Linked DNA regions of Gossypium hirsutum: region 1 is linked to region 2. A link is a contact called in public Hi-C data. All regions are on one chromosome and are shown on one strand. The core of a region is the stretch at or near the end of the contact, and the rest is flanking DNA. Distances in the headings are between cores, read along the strand shown. Region 1 has its middle 17 kb from the start of LOC107962259. Region 2 holds the start of LOC107911791 (receptor-like protein 51).

Evidence for each region. Hi-C and Micro-C count contacts between places; a contact is called where the count stands out from the background.
Region 1: a Hi-C map of leaf shows a contact between it and region 2, with 1.8 times the contacts expected there. The contact joins the enhancer-like site here to the promoter of LOC107911791 in region 2. A contact is called at or near these places in 2 of 34 Hi-C or Micro-C datasets (hypocotyl and leaf).

What each region holds. Positions count from the first base shown.
Region 1 is chrA06:101,375,845-101,380,299 of Gossypium_hirsutum_v2.1, reverse strand. No RefSeq gene overlaps it. Among protein-coding and RNA genes, the nearest start is that of LOC107962259, 17 kb to the left of the region's middle. Within about 2 kb of position 1,524, at least 1 of the 9 cell types and tissues checked has an H3K27ac peak or open chromatin away from gene starts, as enhancers often do. A contact at or near this core is called in leaf, where this site is marked.
Region 2 is chrA06:100,744,179-100,749,003 of Gossypium_hirsutum_v2.1, reverse strand. It overlaps LOC107911791 (receptor-like protein 51), which reads right to left and starts at 1,429. Exons shown (of 1, transcript XM_016839763.2): 1 at 1-1,429. The coding sequence starts at 1,181.

The sequences.
Region 1 (4,455 bases), core at 275-2,774, 630 kb before region 2:
CTGAGCATTCTAAAGTTTATAAATACCAAATAGAAGAAGAGAGAAAGGAGCCATCATATAATATTGAAAAAAACAACTCGAAGAACACCATTATAGCCAACTCTGAAGCAAATTTCCATCAGGATTAAAGACCTCTTTTTAATTTCCTTTCAAGTTTTTATGAGTTTCTTTATTTGTTGTGTTTATCCTGACTTTGAGATGTTTTTATTCAGAATTATAAACTAATTCTCTAGATACCTATGATGAATTTTATTATTTGATTTCTATTTTACGTGATAAATACTTGATTCTTGTTCTCAGTTATGTGTGCTTATTTCTTGTTTTTATATTTTTGGGATATTAATTCATGTTTAATTGCTTAAATCAGAGGAGGAAAAATCTTTGTTTAAGAGTAGATCTAGCATAATTGAGTGGAGTTGCATGCAATCCTAAAAATAGGACGACATAAATCTACCGGATTAGAGTAAAATCTAATAGGGGAATCCATAGATCAAGTTAATGCGATGATAGATGTTTTAATTAGAAAGAGATTTCAATTAATCAACCTAGAGTTAGTTGCTCTTACTCTCGAAAGAGTTGCTCTTACTCTCGAAAGAGTTGCTCTTACTCTCGAAAGAGATATTAGCATAATTTAGGAATTTCTAGGGATCAAGATACCAAGTGAATAAATCGTTTAATTCAGAATCATAATAATAAATGAAGTCTAGGTAGATTTTTTCCTGAGTATTGTCACTCTCATTGGTTAGTATTCAATTATTTTCTTGACTTATTTTCTGTTGAGTTCTTATCTAGATTAATTTAGTAATTTTAGTTTAAAACCAATTACTCCAATTTGTCGACTAAATAATAGGAAAACAGTAATTACTAATACTTTTAGTCCTCGTGGATACGATATCTCTACTCACCATAGCTATACGATTTATCGATAGGTGCACTTGCCTTCATCGTATTTTTAGTTAGTTACGTGAACACACATCAGAACTGCAACTTTGATGTTAATTATTCTAGATTTTATTGAATTAATTAGTACCTACTGCAAGATTTTATGTTTCTTAAGCTTGGTTCTTTGGATTTGGATGTTCAGTGGTGATCTGATTGTTTAGTTTCTAACCAATAATATATTAGCACGTGTTATCCATTACATGTTATATTTGCATAATTGGAGAAAATTTTTTTTTTAAGGGGAGGTTTATAAATTTATAGATGTAGAATACCTTTATTTTAGAAGTTGAAAGCTTCGGTTAGTAAATTTAAAGATCAAATTGATACAATATACAAGTATTGAAGACTAAATATGTTTTTATGCCAGTTAGAAAAAGATCATGTCATTATTTCTATTATCAATTTAACAGTGGATGACCAAAATAAGAACTAATATAAAGTTTAATACCTAAATTGAAAACTTTTAAAATTAACCAAAATAATAACGTAAATATAATTGGGTGACCATTTATATAGTTTCCCTGTAGATTTATTTTAGTAGCTCCACAACTTCCCAAATCCATCCGTCTTTAAATTACTCATATATTTAGCTTTTATTCGCGTATACCCTAGTGACACACCAGCTCTGTTTTGAAACCTCTAAGGGGGTCTCCCTATCTGTCCCAATAATCTTCTGATGTTTGGATATGTTTTTAAACCCATCAGTTTTATCTGTTTCCTTTGTCCATTTGTGCATGACATCTCCCTCTCAGTTTGTGAAAGTAGGCTCTACTTTCTACCCATTTTGTCTATATGTTGAAGCTGTTTTTCCCTTTTTTATCTTCCCGTCCAGTGAATCCGGACTCACATGACCAAACTATCTTCCTTGCTTGCATCTTGCCAAACACTATGCTTTAAGTTTTACTTTGGAAATAAACAATTGTTTTACCCAAAACAAGAGGCTAAGGGCAATATGTATATTTATGTCTCATTTGGGTTTAGGTTTTCTTTCTACTATTTTCATGTCGAAAACCAGTATTAGCAAATATATTTTATATATCTATAGATCAGGTTTAAGATGTAAGTATATTTTTTTCCTTTCTTAAAGTTTGTCATTGATTACTGGGATGTAGTACAAGCCTTATGGGGATACCCAATCTGTTGTTTTGCAAGGAAATGAAGAATCTCAAACTCTGTAAAATTATCAGAAAGCTGAAATACTCTCAGCTCTGTATCGTAACAGCGTCTACAGTCCTCTAAATAATCACAGGGCAAAGTTACAAATTCCAAAAACAGCGAATGTAAATCCAAGTTATCTGCAGTGTAACCCCTAACAAGCCTGAAAAAGAACAAAGAAAGAAAAAACCATTTATGGGCCATAAATCGATATAAATCATATGTCGGGTTTGACATTTGGCCCAAAAGTACATACTTTAGAAAATGCAGCTTCGAGCTTCTGCATAAATTAGTAGTTTTTCATTTGGCTGGTTGACTTATGGGGACACCCACACCACATGTAGAAAATAGAGAACATTCTTTGGATCTTCCATGCCAAAGGTATTCTCCAAAACCCCCTTTTTTTTCTCTCTATTTTTGAAAATACAGTTGGGTGCTGATGAAAACATTCAAGGAAGCATATTGGTTTACATTGGCGATTATTCACTGGAATTCTTAAATATGAACAATCAGGTGGCAGTCAATGTCATTCATTCAAGAATAAAAAGCAACATTTAGGCATTGTTCCATTGAATATGCTTGTTTCCAGGACAGCATAAATAAGGGAGAATTAAAGCAGTGTGGCAAACCCAACCAAGGGCGATGACTTAAGGTGCAACTGCATTACAGGGCAATTTCTCCATTGGCAGAATGTCACTTTAAAGCTCATTCTATTTTTTTTTTTTGGTGAAATTTAACGCTCATTCTTTGATGTAGTGTAGTATGCACTCTGCCAAAGGAGATTTGTCCGGCTATTCTTTTGCACTACAAACTCAATGAATTACTCTGTTGAGATTCAAAGAAGACAATGTTCCTTTTCTTTTTTCTTTGTAGCAAACCCTTGTTTTGTTTGTTAATATGGGTTATATAAATGCTTAATCATTATTTATTTTCCTGATATTTTGCCTCTCCAAATTCTAGAGTTTGAGACCATCGTGAATTCGAAATTATTTTCTGATTCTAACACTAAAATTCTTTAGCTTTCCATCTCCAGGTATACCTCGGAAGTGCAAGAAGTACTGATATTTCTAGTTGAACATAGGTCTGCTCTTCTATTTAATGGGAGATTCGAAACAAATTTCTGATAAACTGGATGAACCAATTTCTCCAAACATGTTCAAATTTGATGTCCGGTTGGCACATGTTCTAAGGATGATGAAATGGACAGAGAAAGGCTTAGCGAAGAGAGTTGATTCTTACGTGGAGTCTAGATATTTATAACCAACGTTATTTATCTGTGTCGATGATATCCTAAAGAAATATATGCAGTCGCCTTTGTGTTTTTTATTACGAGTTATGACCACTTTTGTTGCTTTGATATCTTCTTTTTCCATATGGAAATTTGAAAATCATGCAACGCGTTTATAAATAATAAAATGTAAATTTTAAAATGAATAATAATAACTGTAATATTAATGAAATTAAAAAAATAATTTAAATTATAAATAAAAATAACTTTAAATAAAAAAACCCATCATATTAAGAATATTAAATGCACTTCAATTGTTTATTATAACATTCTCATTTTTCTTAAGTTGGTATCGAATTGATTTGTAATACTAATTTAATTTACGACATTATCAATACAATTATGACGTACCTACGATATGTGTGAAAATAATCATATAATATATTTATAAAGATTTTATATAAAAACCAAATGTTACTTCTGTTGAACTGACAAAATTTGAAGAGCGTGTGTTTGGTGTTTTGGGTTCAAGTCTAATATTAAACATGAATTATTTTCTAGATTTTATATAAAAAGACAAAAATACCTTTAAACTAATATTTATTACTTTGTTAAAATAAAGAATGTTTGTCATTTAATAACTGAGTTGAAACTCGGTTATGGATGACATCAACTTAATTAAAATCTTTATATATAGTATGGATTTATTGCTTTGTTAAAATAAATGTATTTTGGTAATTTAATAACTTAGTTAAGATCCGGTTATGAGTGACACAAATTCAATAAGAATCTTTATATATAGTATATATATACAATTGATAGAAGTAATAAAGTATGCATAATAAAATTAAAATTTATTTAAAAATCAAAATAAAATTTTGATTCGATAGCAAATTTATAATTTTATTAATACAATTAGTGTGGGTTCAAATCCCATCGTATTCATTTTTTTATATTTTTAAATTAAAAATATTAAAGTACCCCCGAATAATATAATTTATTTTAAATACGAAAAGAAATTATAATAATTCCCCTAACCGAGTTGGTGTTCCATTGATTCGTGACAACAACCCAGCCAGAGACTTATATATATATATAATATGGAAAATATTTGGTAAATTGTCAATGAA
Region 2 (4,825 bases), core at 180-2,679:
TCATTTGCACCCTCAGCGCCATCATCATCATAATCATAATCTGAAGATTCACTCTCACTGTCTCCCGAAGACGACTCCTTAGTAGGCGGCGGTAACATCGGCATCCCATGCTTATCACAAGGAGCAATCCCGAGTTTTATTTTTGATGACAAAACAGAATGATTGTAACACAAATTGCCATTCCCACCAACCTTGAGAACATCCAATCTCTTTATGAAACTAGCATTGAAAGGTAAAACCCCATGAAGCTTATTGTTCTCAAGATTCAAGACTTTTAGCTCTTTCAACTCTGAGAAAAACCTTGGAACAGTTCCATTTAACTGGTTATTACTCAGATCAACATGGACCAAGCCTGGGATAGCTGACAAGGAATCTGGGATTGGCCCGGAAAACGAATTGGAAGCCAAAGATATATTTTTCAAGGATATCAAGTCACCAAACTCGGTGGGAATCACCCCATTTAGCCCATTTGAAGAAAGATTCAAGAATTCAAGGTCTTCAAGAAGCGTAAGGGAAGTTGGTATCTTTCCTTTGAGCTTGTTGTTGGATAAATCAATATGGGTGAGATTCAGATGAAGGTGCCTTGGAAGAGACCCGGTAAGATTAGCATGAGAAATGGTGATAGTCTTCAGCTTATGCATGTTTCCAAGGATTACATAAAGGCCGTGAGTGTTAATTGAAGTGTAGGAAACTGTAAGATCAGTAATGTTAACGAAACGAGAGAGCCAGACCCCAGTAAGGCGGCGGAGAGAGTGAATGCAAGAGAAGGAAGTCAAAGAAAGAGAGAGATGGGAAGGGAAGCGGATGGGGGAGGCGCGGCAGTTGGTGAAAGAGAGGGAATGGAGGGAAGAGAGGGACTTAAGAGCTGTGAAGGACAGGGAAAGGTCGGAGGAGCAGTTGAAGAGGTCGAGGGAAATAAGGTGGCGGAAGGGCTTGGAGTTGTCACAGATGGTGGCGTTGTGAGGGGAGGGTTGAATGCAAGGGTCTCTGGTGGTGGGGATGTGGAGGGATTGGAGTGCTCGTATTTGTTGGGGGTCTAGAGCTGAGGTGGAAGACTTAGAAGTGGTGGGTGGAGTTGGGGAGGGAGTAGGAGAGAGTGCGGTTAGTTTGGTGGCATTTGTGGCGATGAAAAGAAGCAAGAGGAGGTGAAGGAGGAAGAGGAAGAGTGGTGGTGGTTTCATGGTGGAAAAAGACGGTGACTGAGAACTGAACTTAGTAAGGGTGGGAATGAAGTGAGGAATACAGAAGAGGAATGGTGGGGTGGGGGCTTATACCAGAACAAAAGAGAGGGTGGGATTTCGAAGTTGATCTAGAGTTCCTCTATTAGATAACTTCACTGCTGGTGCCTATGCATTGCCACTTCACTATTTGCTACTTATGATTTAGGACCATGGTGTGGGGTTATTGATTTAAATTTCAGAAGAAAAAAAAAAAGACAACTAAATTTAATCAAATAAAGTAAAAAAAAATTAAAATTTTATTTTAATTATATGATACATTATATTTATTAAGCATAAATGTATGCTTGAAAATAACATGTAATAAATAATGAAACATATGGTTTGAAATTAATAAAAAATTAAATTAAATTGTGATTAAAGCGAAAATTAAATTTAGAAATACATCAAATTAAGAATACTAAATTTGAGTACAATTGTTTATCATTTGTTATCATCAATCTTGAGTTGGTGTTAAGTTAATTTGTGACACCAACTCAATCAACAATATTTTTTTTAAAAACTCAATCAACAACATTATTAATATATACAATCGAAGAAGGTAAGAAGTTGTTCATATTAAAATCAAAATATATAAAACATATTAAAATGAACCTATTGAGAGATAAATTTAATATTTTACCAATTCAATTGGTGTGAGTTCAAATTCGACCATTAGTATATTTTTATTGTTTTTAATTAAAAAGATTAAAATACCCTCGAAAAATATAACTTATTTTAAATATGGAAGGTTATTTTTGTAATTTACCTAATCGAGTTGGGGCTTGGTTGACTAGTAACACCAACTCAATTAGGGGTTTATTAATAGTAATATAGATATACAATCGATAAAGGTAATAAATTGTACATATTAAAATAAAAATGGATAAAATATGTTAAAATAAAATTTTGATTGAATAGTAAATTTAAAATTTTACCAATCTAATTGGCATAGGTTCAAATCCGACACTTTGCATAGTTTTATTGTTTTTTAATTAAAAAGATTAAAGTACCCTTAAATAATATAACTTAGATTAAATACGGAAGATTATTTTTGTAATTTTTCTAACGGAGTTAATGCCCAATTGACTTATGACACTAACTCAGTCAGAGTTTTTTTTTCTCAATGTATCTACTAAAGTGAACCTAATAAATAATTTTTTGCATTTTGTAGACCCATTAAGGAATAGATGTTGGCCACAAATTTTTTTTATTACAATATTAAGAGTAAAGAATGGTGCCATTGCTCCATATAAATCAAGATCAGTAAAGAGTTTTATTAAATAATATAGATATACCAATTATATTTATTATATTATACTATGAATAAGAAATGTATCCTTAAAAAAGATATTTATATTTTTAAAAATTTAATAAAAGAAGATATTAAATTGAATAAAACATTCTCTTTAGAAATAAAAAAAAAGTGGTACAAACTGATTTAAATAAGTGGAAATTATCTATTTACAAATAAATATGAATTTAAACAAAATTTTTAGGGAATAAATTATATTATAATTATCCTAAAAAGTATAGTTTTTAGGCACCAATAAAATAGTGTCACGTCATTAAATTTTAAAGATAACAAAGTATTATTATACACTCATATATATCCAATATCTTCTCCAACTTAATTTAACTTTAATTAAATTACTTGAAATAATTACTTATTTAAATTATAAACAAATGCCTTTTCGTCTTTTACAAATTTTAATCATTTTTTCCATAAGTTAATATTTTCATTTTTGTGCAGCTAATTTTAAAAGAAAATTTAATAAATTTTGTGCAATTTTTTCCATGTCATTAACACATAATTTTGATAATTATTTTACCCTCAACTCAGAACCTCGAACCTTGAACCATAAACATTAAACCCCGAACCCCGAACCTCGAACCCCGAGGTTTAAGGTTTGGTTTAGAATTTAAGGTTTTAGGTTTAAGGTTTAAGGTTTAAGATTGAAGGTTCAAGGTTTAGGGTTTAAGAATTTAAGGTTTAAGGTTCGAGTTTAAGGCTTAAGGGTTTGAGGTTACGAGTTACAAGTTTAGGATTCATGGTTCAAGATTCAAGTTCAAGAGTCCAGGGTTACGGGTTTGTGGTTTGGGTTCTATATTTTGGGTTTAGGGTTCGGGATTCTAAATTTAAGGCTTTAGGTTTTGGGTCCAGGGTAAAAAAATTATCAAAATCATATGTTAATGACATGAAAAAATTATTGAAATGTAATTAAATAATTGAGAAGGGACCATGAATAATATGGTTGGAAGGGTTCATAAAATAATTTCTCTATGGATGAGTATATAGTAATAATTTCATGTATTTAAAATTTGAATATGTGGTAAATTTGAATATGTTGTAAGTTATTCCCAATTCAATAACCATATTTGCATCAAATCGAGGTTAAGCAAATAAGGGTAAATTACAGTAGGGTTATTTAATTATGATTTTTTTGTTACCCAACTATAAAAAGTTACAAAATAATCATCTAGTTATTCAATTGTCTTTTTTGATAACCAATTGACTAACGTAAAAATGGAAACACTAAAAAATCTAATATAGTTGGATGACCAAAAAGGACAAAATTGAATAGTTGAGTGATGAAAAATGAATTTACTAATAGTTGGGTGACCATTTGTAACTTTTCATAGTTAAATAATCTAAAAAGAAAAAAAAACCATAATTGGGTGATGACTAACATAATTTACCTAACAAATAAATATTTTGTTAATGTATACTTAGACTTATCCTAATTAATTTCTTTTGAAATTATTTGTCCTAATTTCAACCATTACAATTCCTACTTTTGGTGTGTAATACCCCTAACCCATATCTGTCGCCGGAATAGGGCTACGGAGTATTACCAGAGTTTTCATTTCAAAACAATAAAAAAAATTTTAATCATTTTAATTCATATCATTAATCATAGCAAAACCAATCAATAATATACATACTGTCCCTTATATGAGCCCTCGAGGCTCTAAAAACACATTAGAAATAAGTCGGGACTAAATCAGAAACTTATAGAATTTTTCAGAAACAAATGAAAATTTTCTAACTGCAGGAGTCACACGACAAAGAGAGACACCTGTGTCTCAGGCCATGTGGACATTCGAAGTAGGGACACACGGCCGTGTCTCAACTCGTGTTTATACCCATGTAACTCACTAACTTGGGTCACACGGCCAAGCCACACCCCCGTGTGCCAGGCAATGTACCCTTCGAAATAACCTCACATGCTCGTGTGTTAGACCGTGTGCTTGACCTTGTAATAGTCTGTAACACCCCGTACCCGAGACCGTTGCCGGAGTCGGACACGAGGGGTTCACAGACTAAATTCGCTTACTATCCAAGTCCATTTTAAATTTTTCCAGACAGCTGGCTAACTGTGTCGCTGTCACATTAAAAATCATATCTTGAGTTTCACAACTCGAAAATCAGTTTCGTGATTTTTCCCTGAAACTAGACTCCTATGTCCATCTACATATTTTTTTCTAGAATTTTTGGTCAGGCCAATTAGTACAGTTTATTAGTTAAAGTCTCCCCTGTTACAGGGTACGACTACACTGACCTTCATGCATTACAATTCGGATATCTCCCTGTACAGGGCTTAAAT